2 separate regions of the Mustela erminea genome follow, and region 1 is linked to region 2. A link is a contact called in public Hi-C data. All regions are on one chromosome and are shown on one strand. The core of a region is the stretch at or near the end of the contact, and the rest is flanking DNA. Distances in the headings are between cores, read along the strand shown.

What was found. Hi-C and Micro-C count contacts between places; a contact is called where the count stands out from the background.
Region 1: a Hi-C map of spleen shows a contact between it and region 2, with 3 times the contacts expected there. The contact joins the promoter of MRPS23 here to the promoter of SRSF1 in region 2. A contact is called at or near these places in 3 of 3 Hi-C or Micro-C datasets (fibroblasts, skeletal muscle and spleen).

Annotation. Positions count from the first base shown.
Region 1 is chr18:29,842,085-29,848,509 of mMusErm1.Pri, reverse strand. It overlaps MRPS23 (28S ribosomal protein S23, mitochondrial), which reads right to left and starts at 2,105. Exons shown (of 6, transcript XM_032320656.1): 1 at 1,552-2,105; 2 at 894-1,064. The coding sequence starts at 2,090.
Region 2 is chr18:29,701,514-29,708,269 of mMusErm1.Pri, reverse strand. SRSF1 (serine/arginine-rich splicing factor 1) reads right to left here and starts at 3,980. Exons shown (of 4, transcript XM_032322591.1): 1 at 3,666-3,980; 2 at 3,074-3,258; 3 at 2,518-2,690; 4 at 2,016-2,318. The coding sequence starts at 3,859. The coding sequence ends at 2,124. LOC116578361 (a long non-coding RNA gene) reads left to right here and starts at 4,071. Exons shown (of 4, transcript XR_004280842.1): 1 at 4,071-4,892. It overlaps VEZF1 (vascular endothelial zinc finger 1), which reads right to left and starts at 1,929. Exons shown (of 4, transcript XR_004280839.1): 1 at 1-1,929.

The DNA.
Region 1 (6,425 bases), core at 856-3,355, 140 kb before region 2:
AAAGGACAGGGGCACCTGGGTGGCACAGTCGGCTGAGCATATGACTCCTGGATTTGGCTCAGGTCAGGCTCAGGGTTGCGAGATCGAGATTCGCCTGGGGCTCCAAGCTTAGCACAGAGTCTGCTTCTCCCTCTGCCCTTTCCCTCTGCTCTGCTCTTGTGTGTAAGCACATCCACTCTCTCTAAAATTTAAAAAAAAAAAAAAAGAAAAGAAAGAAATATGTTATTACCCTGAACAAGGTACCACCTCTGATCTTAATATTTAAGAAAAAAGAATCACGGGGTGCCTGGGTGGCTCAGTGGGTTAAAGCCTCTGCCTTCGACTCAGGTCATGATCCCAGGGTCCTGGGATTGAGCCCCGCATTGGGCTCTCTGCTCAGCGGGGAGCCTGCTTCCTCCCCTCTCTCTGCCTGCCTCTCTGCCTGTGATCTCTGTCAAATAAATAAAATCTTAAAAAAAAAAAAAAAAGAATCATACAAATTCTAGGTACTAAAAACTGACATCACTATTTGTGGGAAAGAGCTCTGCCACTGAATTCCCAGTGAGTTGACCTCCTTGAGCCTCATAGTCTTTATGAATAAAATGAAGACAATACACTGATCTTGTAGGGTTAGAGTAAGGCCCAAGTTAGAGAATGTTTTTTAAGGGCTTGGCATAGTGCTAACAGATACACAGAAACGGGTAGCTATAACTGCAATTACCAGTCCACCATTTGGGCTCCAGATCCTATTTCCCAGAACTTGTTTCAGATTCCCTAACTTGGGAGATACACAAGACCTTCTTCACAGGGCAAGCCCTGGCTCGACTCCTAAAAAAAAAGTCACCAGACTGCTAGCTAAATCTCTCCTCCTGAAGTTTTGCTGCCTCCTGTCCACCATGTGGCTTGGCACTCACGCTCTAATCCGATCCTCGGGGTACAAGATGTCCTGGATGGCAGCTTTGGCTTTGCCATATCGCAAGCGGGGCCTCCGGAAGACCGGCTCTCTCAGTGGGGGAAAAGCATTATATACGTCAAACCACAGGGGCTTCTCGTTCAACACCCCAGCCCGAATCAGGTCCCGAGTCCTTAAGGAAGGGAAAATAACGAAGGTCAGTCAGTTACAACAGTCTAAACCCCTGAGTCAGTCTAGTCACGGCCTGGGACATCAGTGGGATCACGGAGTCCACAAGACAGAACCGGAAGGAGGCCAGAGCGGGGTGTTCCCGCCCCCCTACAGTTAACATATTTCCATATTCCAAACCAAACTAACAAAGCTCAGGAGTTAAGTTTTAAGTTCTATTTTTCTCAGGTGCGTCCCCCCCCCCCGCCCCATCCACGCCGCGTCGAAGAAAATACAAAGGTGGCCCACACGGGCCCATCATCATCTTCCTCCCTTCCTCTTCCTAGGGAACTCCGCTCCGACAGGGGAGAGGTGCAATCTTGAAAGGGAAAGATGCGTTCAGAGAGTGGGTCGTCAAGCACACCTATTCAGAGACAGGAGGGAGCACGAGAGGGCCTCCCCCGGCTCAGACTCCCGCACTCTGGAGAATGCTTCGCCCGGCTCTGACCCACCCAGAAAGAGCGTCAGCGGTCGAGAGCCCCCTTCCTGAGGAGGTACCCTCAGCCCACACCGGGTCCGAGCACGCACCGCGAGAAAACACTCCCCACGGTCTCCAGCCGGCTCCTCGCCATGGCTGGTGCCTCGGACACTTACGGCCGGGGCTACCGGAAGCGGAAGCGCCCGCGGCAGGCGAAATGGGCGGAGGCTGCTGGCCGAGACGAGGATCGCGGCGCTCTCTCCGCCGCCGCAGCCGGAGAGCCGAGCCAGGCAGAAGCAAAGGATAGGCCGAACTGGTGCGGGTGTTGGCCGCGGCCAGGTTCAGACTGGAGCACTCGATAGCCGAGCCGAAAGGGAGGGAGCGGGCCAGAGCCGGGCAGAAGCAATAAAAGACCGATCTAGAGGAGGGAATCCCGCAGACGGTTGCTTTGCCCTCTCTGGCCTTGCGGAGCCTACTCCAGTCAAGAAGGTGGGGCGGCGCGGAGGGAAGATGATGGGGAGGAAGGAGTGAGGCGCAGCTTACGTTCGGGGAGCCAGCTAGGCCAGCACGCATGTAAAGACAGAGATGAGAGGTCACACGGTGGCAAGGCCCGGACTGCGCCTTACCTTGTTTGGAGCCACAGACTCCGCAGGAGGAAACCGAGGCCGGGGACGGGCAGGCACCGGCCCAAGGTCACACTAAGGCCCGAGCCTCCGTCCTCCGCGCCCTGCTATGCGGCGTGCCCCGGGAGTCCGTTGACCCCGGAGTGCCTCCAGCATCCGCTGACCTCGGGATGCTGCGGGGCAACTAGTGTTTTCTCCGCGGGAGGCGTCGCGGGCTCGCTCCTTTTGGAGCTGGAAAAGCGAAAGTGAACAGGACAAAATTCCGATACGGAGACTCAAAAATCTGGGGACAGTAACCTCTCAGGGTGACCTTCTGGTCCAATAATCATACTAAGGGTAGAGTACCCCAGAGAACTCAAAGCGCAATGTCCTGAGGGTAATGGTGCAAGAATGATCATTGCAGTATTGTAGCGGGGAAGAAAATCAAATGGAAAGTTATGGTTTATATATCCTATGCAATCCTATGCAGCTATTACAATGAACAAGTTATGTCCCTCTGCATTTCCCTAGATGCACGCCCATGACTTCTAAAATGAAAAAGGACGTTGCAGAGAAACATTTTAGTGGGATCCTAACCTGTTCAAAGAATAAAGAAAACACCTTTATATGTGTTTGTGTTTGTATGGAGATAGAAGCCATGTGGAAGGCACACAAGACTGTGAAGATTGGTTATCTCCAGTGAGACTGCAAGAAAAGAATATTTTTTTCTTTATGTATCCCTCAGAGTGACCTGTAAAGAGTTTTTACTCATATTTGAGCTTTTTAATCCAATGAAATGTTTTGAATCACAGACACACAAAATAGCTTCTGGGAACACATTATCATCTTTGTAAGCCAGAAAGAGCAGCAAGTCATCCCAGAGCCCTCCCACTCTATGGGAGGCTGGTAAGGAGGAGGAATGTAATGTTTGAGAAGCAGTTACTGCTTGTTTGTGTTATCTTGGAATCCACACACCTACTCAGAAGGTAGCTATTATTAGCCTTATTATAGATGAGAAAGTGAGGCCACAGTGGGTGAAGTAACTTGTCAGATACTTGAGTGACAGAGCCAGGCTTCCAGCAAAGCCTGGGCCCTCTCTAGAACCCCAAACCCTCCTTAGCTATGCCTCAAGCTGGAGATGGGTAGACCTATGGAGACCGGACAAAGCTCGCCCCAGGGGCAAGGGCCAGGATGATCTGAGGCCCAGGACTACACTAAGAGGGCAGTTTCACTGTTGCCACAGGGCCCTGTGACAAAGGGAAGAAAGAACCCAGTTCTGGCTGCTGGGCCAAGTGTAGAGATTCCAATCTCCCGGTCCTAAGAAGGTCTGGAGGACTCTGCTCTAGGGAGAACAAACATGCTCCCAGCTAAATATAGTCTTCCCAGCCTCATAACAAGTTTCTAATTCTGTCCCAAGTCGGAGCTAGCTGCTGGGGGAGACCACAGACACACTTCCCCTCTCCCACTCAGGCCTGGCTCCCTAGGCCATTGCAGTGACCACTGGTAAAGAAGTAGAAGGGTTTATTCTACGATAAGGGAGGAGAGCCAAGAGTGCAAACCCTCAATAGGGGAGGAATTGCAAGGTGGGAATTTTTCCTCTAGATCTTCTTAGGAAAGTTCCTTCCTCTTGTGAGCCTTGAAAGTTTCCCCTCCAGCATCCTATTTAATGCCTCTGTGCCTGAGACAGGGGAATGATGGTGTGTAGATAGGAGGACCATGGGAATGTAGGAGCAAGATGAATGGGGAATCCCCAGCCTGCAGCAGGAAGTGAGCACCCTAGGGAGTGTTCATTCATGAAAGGGAAGAAGCTGTCAGGCAGCTGAGGGCAGGCAAACTGGACGTTAGAGGCTTCTGTCTTCTCACCAGGACCTCTCAAGGCTGCAAGGGGCTGTTGTACTCATGCCACATGCTGCACCAGAAATCTGGATCATCTTGTTAAACTGTTCAACTCTCTGATGCCATAGGTAGTGTCCTGGCAATCTTACACAGAAAGAAAGAGAACTTGTAAACTCTCCAAAAGGCCGTATTCCTTCTACTGCGCTGCTGGACCCCTGTAGATGTGCCCACTAAACAGTCTTAACTGTCTACGTGCCTTGCAGCAGGAGTAGAAGCCGCCGTTTGTGGACAGCCCGAATGGTAGCAACAGGCACTTAGTGCTGGTACATGACAAGTCTGATGGCAGTTACAGCATCACTGCTGCTCTTGTGATCTGTCACCCGCCCACTGCCCCCTAGGACCGAAGGATTTTCATATTGTAGTAGTCGGCTAGGGCAGCCGTAACAAGGGATCACAGACTGGGTGGCCTCAACACCAGAAAGGTATTTTCTCGCAGTTCTGGAGGCCAGAAGTCCGAGATCAACTTGGCAAGGTTGGTTGCTGCTGAGGCCTCTCTCCTTGGCTTGCGGACGGCTGCCCTGAATCCTCACGTGGTCTTCCCTCTGTCGTGTGTCCTCTTCTTGTGACACTGGTCATATTGGATCTGGGCCAGACCTAATGGCCTCATTTTAACTTCAGTACCTCTTTAAAGATGATCTCCAAACGCGGCCACATTCTGAGATACTGGGGGTTGGGATTTCAACGTCGGAATTTTGGAGGGACACTGTCCAGCCCCCTTACATTGCTAAGTACTTAGTCTGAAGAGCTCCCGTCTGCCCAGCCAGATCCACACCGACTTAACCCTGCTCTGTTCCTCACGAGGCTGACTTCTATGGACCTCATCCCACTCTAGTTCCATCTGTGTTGTTGCAAATGGCAAGATTTCATTCTTTCTGATGACTGAGTAATATTCCCTGTGTGTGTGTTTACACCACATCTTTTTAAAAAGATTTATTTATTTGAAAGAGAGAGAGAAAGAGAGCACAAGCAGGGGGAGGGGCAGAGGGAGAAGGAGAAGCAGACTCCCTGCTGAGAAGGGAGCCCCATAGGAGGCTCAATCCCAGGACCCTGAGATCATGACCTGAACTGAAGACAGATGCTTAACCTACTGAGCCACGCAGGTGCCACCACATCTTCTTTATTCACCACCAGTCGATGGACATTTGGGTTCTTTCCATAATTTGGCTATTGTCCGTAGTGCTGCTATAAACATTGGGGTGCATGTGCCCCTTTGAATCAGCATTTTTGTGTCTTTAGGGTAAATACCCAGTAGTGCAATTGCTGGGTCATAGGGTAGCTCTATCTTCATCTTCTTAAGGACCCTCCGTACTGTTTTCCGGAGTGGTTGCACCAGCTTGCATTCCCACCAACAGTCCAGGGGAATTCTCACAGGGTGGCCTCTTCACACAGAGCTCTCTTCCCAGGTTCCAGTCCCTATTTCCTCCTTGGCCCCTTCAGACCTAGATTCAGCAAATGGTGTCCCTCAGTCACTAGCCAAATGCCCTGGGCCATCCTTTGTGGCTTCCCTACACTCTGCCCACATCTCTATGAAGAGTGCCCTTATTTATATAGTGCCTGGGAGTGTGTCAGACAAAAAGAGAAAAAGCACCCCAATAGCAGGACAGCCTTGGTAAGTAAAAGTCCCAGCATATTGATGAAATCATTAATACTGCTACTCAACTTTTTTTTTTTTTAAAGAGTTTATTTATTAGAGAGAAAGAGAGCATGAGAAGGGGGAGGATCCGGGGGAGAAGCAGACTCCTTGCTGAGCAGGGAGCCCCATGAGGGACTAGATCCAGGATCATGACCTGAGCGGAAGGCAGTCGCTCAACTACTGAGCCACCCAGATTCCCCTGCTACTCACCTTTGGCAGAAAGCCAGGGTCAGGGAGAAATTAGCTGCTTGCCTTCAAAAAGGAGGAAAACAATAGTATGTGGACCAGGAGGATGAAAGACAAGGAGAAGGCTAGAGTGCCCTCTCCCCCTCCCCAGGCTGTTGTGTGCTCCCTCTCCTGCTCTAGCACGCTCCTCAGAGGCCCATACCTCCCCTTCCTGTGGAGTCCATCAGGAGAGCACTTGAGCCCCCAGCACACCCTCTGCCAGACTCTGCTCCCTCCCTCCCTAACCTTCTCCCTCTCAAAATGTGGTGGTGTGACTCTACTTACTTGTCTGCGTCTCTATCTGGGCCTCTCTGAGGGCAGGAACCGGGTCTTTCCTATCTCTGCCTTCCCCTACCCTGCCTGGGGTTGGCCTGGAGCTGACTCTCAGAGTTTCCTAAAAAACAACATGGATGACTAAAGCCAAGTTAGGACAAATGAGGATGGCACCATCCAGCCCTCCTTCCTGGAGGCCTTCCTCAAATGCACCCTAGGTGTATGGGCAAAAGCTGTGATTGAATGGAAATAATCCTCCACCCCACCACGACCCTGGTC
Region 2 (6,756 bases), core at 2,731-5,230:
TGCCTTATTCTTACCTTATCTCCCCGAAAAGACTTTTATAATTAACAGTAAGATGGCTAATTCCATTTATTAGAAATAATCTTTCAAGAACCTTTAATTTACTAACACGTAACAGAATCTTATCAAAGTATTAACTGATAAACTAGTCACCCAATTAAAATTTTACATGAAGAGGAAAAAGGACAACCATGCATAGTTTTTTAAAAAATGTTTATTTTTTTCAAAGAAAAACGGCAATAGCCAATTGGAAACCTACTTATTCTTCAACTCCAATTTTGTTCTTTAAATTTAGAAGTGACTTACTGATTTACTATTTAAACAAACCCCCCCTTTCCCCTTTAAATGTTTACCATCTACTCGTGCTGAATCCTTCCAAGGAGATTGCTCCAGCGTATTATCTCCAGGTCCTCGCTTTGCTCCTTTTACCAAAAAATGCAAAACACAATTCCATCGTGCATCTTAAGGGCTCCAATCGTCAAAAATAGGAAAAAAAAAATCTTTGGAATAGCCAATTAAGTTGAATAAAAAAAAAAAATATCCACACGAATGCGGTTTGGTTGGGGCAGGAATCCACTCCTATGTTCCTGGTAATCTGATCCCGCTCCATGAATCCTTGTAATTCATCCTCCCTATCCTATCCACATTATGATTTGAATCCAATGATCCAGCTCCAAGGATTGGGATCCAGTGAGCCCTCTCCAATCCAAACCTTTATAACCAGCAAAACCAAAAAAGAGGAGGCAAAATGTTAGATACTGTAATCAAAAAAGGTTTCTGGGGAATGATGAGTTATGTCTGTCATCAGTTTAACAGATGTACATCAATAACTATCAAATTCCCCAAAACAAGTTTCTGAATGGTGTTCAGATAAATTTTAGAAACTTAATCATCATAGAGACTAATTGGAAGAAGCATTTTATATTTACAGTTCAACTGATAATGCCAACACTTGTTACTGTACAGCGTATTACAGGTTTTGTGGTTGCAAAAAGTTATGTAGTTGAAAAGTTTACTGGTATTGCTACCCACCCTAAGTCTAAACTAAACCTAATGCTCCCATCTGCAATTTAATTTGTAAATTAAAGTGTTTTAAACATGAGTCAATTATGAATATTAGTTTAAAAGGGGAAGGTGAGACTTAAAAGTATTCCCAACTAGATTATCTACACCAATACATTGGAATTCTATTTTGCTTTCATTTTGTCTTAAAAAAATGAAATAGCAACGCTATATCAGTCACACAGAGGACATGCAGATTTAGCAGTATTGATATTATACTCTATCTGGTTGGAATTAAAGACACCCTGTACCCACATGTACACCAACAGCAGGTCACACATTAACAGTTGTAACTAAGCACTGTGACAAATTAGCCAGTTCTTCCCACATTAGTCCCTATTAAAACAAAAAAGGGGGGAAGGGAGCAAAATAAACTGTTACAAAATGGGCAATATAATTTTGCCACAATTGCCAAGGTTTAAAGAGCAAAGCAATTGTAGCTAAAGGTAACTGCATAAGATGTTTGCAAATGTTTTAAGGTAGATGTATATATATATATAATCACTTTCAACCCTTGCCTTTTAGTATAAGGTCAATACTGCCAATTTCATCTGTGACAATAGCACTTGGAGTCATACCATTGCCTCCATTATTGATCTGATCCTCCTCAATCCTCCTTTTGACAATCCTAAAATGATTGAAATGTGCTCCACAATCCTTAATCCAAAGCATTCTTAATCCATCTCTTCAGATATGTCTACAGAAAGACACATGAAAAGCAAGATAAACATAAGAACTTCCCCAGGTAAGATAACCACAAACACCCCCAACATCCCAGTTCACACAAACCAGAGCAGAATAGACATTTACACAGTATCACAGTCTGAAGAGCATGGAGAGTTAACTAAATTTAAACAATCCTGTCTATGACATCACTTAAAATACAATTTATCAGACATGAGGGGAATGTAGATGTTAGGAGCAAGGGGATATTACACAAGAATGCAATTCAACACTTTAGCCCATTCTGAACAAAACAGTTTGAATTAAAAAATGAAAAGATTGTACTGAGTAAAGGAAAACTGTATACAACATGGGTTCTACAAAAAGTGTCACCAATCATCTTATGTACGAGAGCGAGATCTGCTATGACGGGGAGAATAGCGTGGTGATCCTCTGCTTCTCCTTGGGGAGTAACTGCGACTCCTGCTGTTGCTTCTGCTACGGCTTCTGCTACGACTACGGCTTCGAGAGCGTGATCTTCCATAACTTGGACTTCTGGGCCCATCAACTTTAACCCGGATGTAGGCAGTTTCTCCCTATTGAATAGACAGAACTTTCGATTGAAAGATCTAAGCTTTCACCTGTCTTCAGGCATGCTGAACGAATACAACTTAACTAAAACCAGGAATCTGGTACTTTACTTGGACACCCTTGCCTGAATCTTACCTTCAAATTCCACTGTTTAGACCACTGTATCCAATTCTGGCCAAAGAAAAGAGTAAATGTAAAACCTACCTCATGAGATCTAAACTTAGTGTTATCCAGTTTTCGAACTGCATAGGTCATATCTTCTTTCCGTACAAACTCCACGACACCAGTGCCATCTCGGTAAACATCAGCATAACATACATCACCTGCTTCACGCATGTGATCCTTTAAATCCTGCCAGCTTCCACTTGGAGGCAGTCCTAAAAAAGTATTTTTTCAATACCAATCACCCTACATTTCACATTAAACATAAATTTACACTAGAACAAGGACTACTTTAAAATAAATGATTAGTTCACGGTCCTAGGTAAAGAGCAGTTCATTAAAATCCTGGAATCCGAAGTCCAAAATTATCTGTCAAAAATCTTCATATTCTAGGTATCCAACCTAATGGTAAATTAAATAAGTAGTATATTGGCGTTATCTCCACTACGGTAATCTTCGTTTACTAAATTCACCCAAGAAACTTAAGTAATTTACGACGTACCACAAAAACTTGAATTGGTCAAAACTGGTCACTCAAGGAGAAACTTAAAAGTGGTTCCTGTCCCTTCTCAACACCCCTCACGAACAATAAACTCACCGGAGACAACCACTCTGTTTTCAGAACGCCTGGACGGGGGGCCATAGCGGCCTCGGGGAGCCCCGCCACCTCCACCCCCGCCGCCGCCTCGGCCTGTACCACGGCCGCTTCGAGGAAACTCCACCCGCAGACGGTATCCATCGTAATCATAGCCGTCGCGACCATACACCGCGTCTTCCGCGTCTCTGCGTGATCATAGAAAGCAAGAGGTTTAAGAATAAGGCCCGGGAGGGGCCGCTAACTCAGTCAGGAACTAGCGGCCCCCGCACATGCGCACCCAGCGTGGAAGAGCCCACATGCGCTGCATAATAGGAATGGCCCCTCCCCCACCCAGAAGCACGCCAGGCTCCCGACCACTACACCAGCCCTCGGCGCCTCAGTTTCCCGCTCCGAGACGGAGAGTCCGCTCTGGGGACGTCCGTGGGCCCAGCCACCAGAAAAAACACCGCGAGTCGGCTCCTTACTCGGTTCCTGCATGGGCGATATCGTCTTACCCCCAACCTAAGAGCCCACCTCCCCATTCTCTGTATCGAGGCCTTCCCCGACTACTCCAACTTATTGCCTCAAGGCGGCAAGCCCCGGGCCGCCTCACCGAGGGTCCTCGAACTCAACGAAGGCGAAGGGCGGTCCTCCGCGGCGATTCTTGAGATCGATGTCGCGGATAGCACCGTATTTGTAGAACACGTCCTCAATGTCCTTGGTTCGGATGTCTGGAGGTAAGTTACCCACGTAGATGCGGCAATCGTTGTTCCCTGCCGGGCCACGAATCACACCACCTCCCGACATGGCGGCGACGAAAAGCGCGGACTCGAGCACAGGCCTTCCCACCAAGCCTAGCGCACGGCAGAGCAAGCCCGCAGCGACACCACGTCTCCCGCGGCCCCTCCAAAATGGCGCCTTTATCAGCTCGGCGCACGGATATGGGGGGAGGGAGGAAGAGAAGCGGTAGGAAGCAGCTATTCGATCTCAGTACGCACGCGCAAGAGCGTAACGGGTGCCGCGAAAGGTACGCTCACGCATGCGCGACGTCACCCTCCGCGCGAAAGGAGAAAAAAGTTCCTCGCGTTCCCGATTGGCAGAGTGGTTTGCAAGTGAATCGACTATCCGTTTGGTAAAAATTAAACACAGATTCCTCCTTAGAGGGGTTACTAATCCCTGACGAGCCTTAAAAGATAGTTTTTCCGGGAATGAGTCTCTTTTTAAAACAAGTCCGCGCCTTGAATGCATTGGGTGAAACCTAGCCTTGAGTCTTGTCCCACAATGCTCTGCGGTGTTAACGGCCTTTGGCGGGAAAGCCTGCTGGGGGCGGAGCTAAGGGGGGGAGGGACCTGGCGGTTGCTCCGGAAACGCGAACATCCTCGGAGAGTGGGGCTGGTTTGGGAACTCTGGTGCTTGGGATTCAGTCCCGAGCCGAGACGTGACTTTTGTCTTCCTGCCCTTTCTCCTCCGCACAGGCGGCGGTTTGCTTAGACACGTGTCTAATTTAGAGCAACCCAGCTTAGATTACTTAGTAAATACTCTGCGCTAAGTACCGTTCCGCTGTGGTTCAAAACGTAACTTTGTGTAGCTCGCTTGAGCACACCTTGTTCTCGTGGCAGTGGTTCGAGCCCTGAGAAGTCAACCAGGACTCAGATTTCAGCCTCTCTTTAATCGCCTACCGGTTAGGCCTAGCGCAGAGGAGAAGTCCGGTGAAGGTTTGAAGAGTGAATTGTGCCTGTTGCCTGTCCAGCCCTTTCGGAGATTAAGAAAAAGCGTGTGTGTGTGTTTGCAGAATCCTGAAGTTTGTACCTCTTTCTGAAGTCACCCCTGGACCTCTCAGGTAGTATATAGACAAAATGTATATAGAGCAAAATGGATGTGTGAGAATTGTGACCCTCGGAGACCACAGTTACTGCTCAGGACTTGTATGCTGGCCCAGGGAGATAAGAACTTGTTATATTTTTTTCCCAGAGACATCTGAAATCTGGATTTTTATGTGAAATGTTGGGATTTTTAAATATTAGTAATGAATTCCATTTTTAAGAAAACCCTGCCGCCATATGTATGCTAAAACATCTGCATCCTGAGTTTAAGGGGGATTTTTTTCATACTGTGTATTTGCAATAGGCCTCAAGGGTGTGAGTCATTGATACCTTAAAACATTATTAAAACTGGACTAAGGGGGTGCCTGGGTGGCTCAGTGAGTTAAGCCTCTGCCTTTGGCTCAGGTCATAATCTCAGGGTCCTGGGATCAAGCCCCACATCGGGCTCTCTGTTCAGTGGGCAGCCTGCTTCCTCCTCTTTCTTTCTCTCTCTCTGCCTACTTGTGATCTCTTTCTCTGTCAAATTAAAAAAAAAAAAAAAGTATAACTGGACTAAAAACTCAGGGGAAATGGGAAAATAAGGGGAGAGGAATTAAGATGAAGTCATGGGTAAGATTACTATACAAAATGCCTGCAGTAATTGCCTGGCCAGTTACTAAAGGACTACAAATTTAACTCCAGTCATCCCAGAAGTCATAGTAAAGAAGGGAAAACAAATATATTCAAAATCCTAAGTGCTGGGGCGCCTGGGTGGCTCAGTTGGTTGAGTGTCTGCCTTACGCCTGAGTCATGATCTCAGGGTCCTGGGATTGAGCCCTATGTCTGGTTCCCTGGTTAGCAGGGAGTCTGCTTCTTCCTCTGCATCCCCCCCCCCCCATTCTTTATCCTCTCAAATAAATAAAATTTAAAAATTTTAAGTGCCTTTGAGATTAAAAAATAAGTAGGTTGTTTAGGAAGCCATGTTTTCTTAGTTCTAAAAGTTGATTGCATTTTACAGATGTCTCTGATTGATCCCATAATAGCAAATTCAATTTGATTCAGAACAGATTCATAGAAGATCTTTGGTAGTCCTTGAACTCTCTGTGATGGGTTCCAAAATTATGCATATATGTACATGTACGTTTTCGTTCTTTCTTTTTTCTTTTTTTTTAAGATTTTATTTATTTATTTGACAGATCACAATTAGGCAGAGAGGCAGGCAGAGAGAGAGAGGAGGAAGCAGACTCCCTGCTGAACAGAGAGCCGGATGCGGGGCCTGATCCCAGGACACTGGGATCATGACCTGAGCCGAAGGCAGAGGCTTTAACCCAGTGAGCCACCCAGGTTCCCCGTACATATACGTTTTCTGCAAAGAGGATTTAAATTGTTGTTTTTTTTTTTTAAGATTTTATTTATTTGACAGAGAGCAATCACAAGTAGGCAGAGAGGCAGGCGGGTGGGGGTGGGGGTGGGTGGGGAGCAGACTCCCTGCTGAGAAGAGAGCTGATGCGGGGCTTGATCCCAGGATCCTGGGATCATGACCTGAGCTGAAGGCAGAGGCTTTAACCCACTGAGCCACTCAGGCATCCCGAGGATCTGAAATTTTAATCAGATTCTTAAAGGGGTCAGTAGATTCCCAAAGGGAAGAGAACCTCTGAAACTTTTAGAGGGAAGGACAGATTGTTTATCTTTTAGACCACCCTTCATTGATTATCCTTCAATGATATTTTTGAAACTGAGGTTTTAATTTAAAAAATTAATAATTTTTAAAATGAGAAGCTGACCAAAAAAGACACTATTTCAACAAATTGATTCAGTTTCTAGCATTGTCCTATTCAGTTAGTAGCAGAAAAGATAGGAGTTTTTAAAAAAAATTTTGTGTATATCATATATTGATTTTTT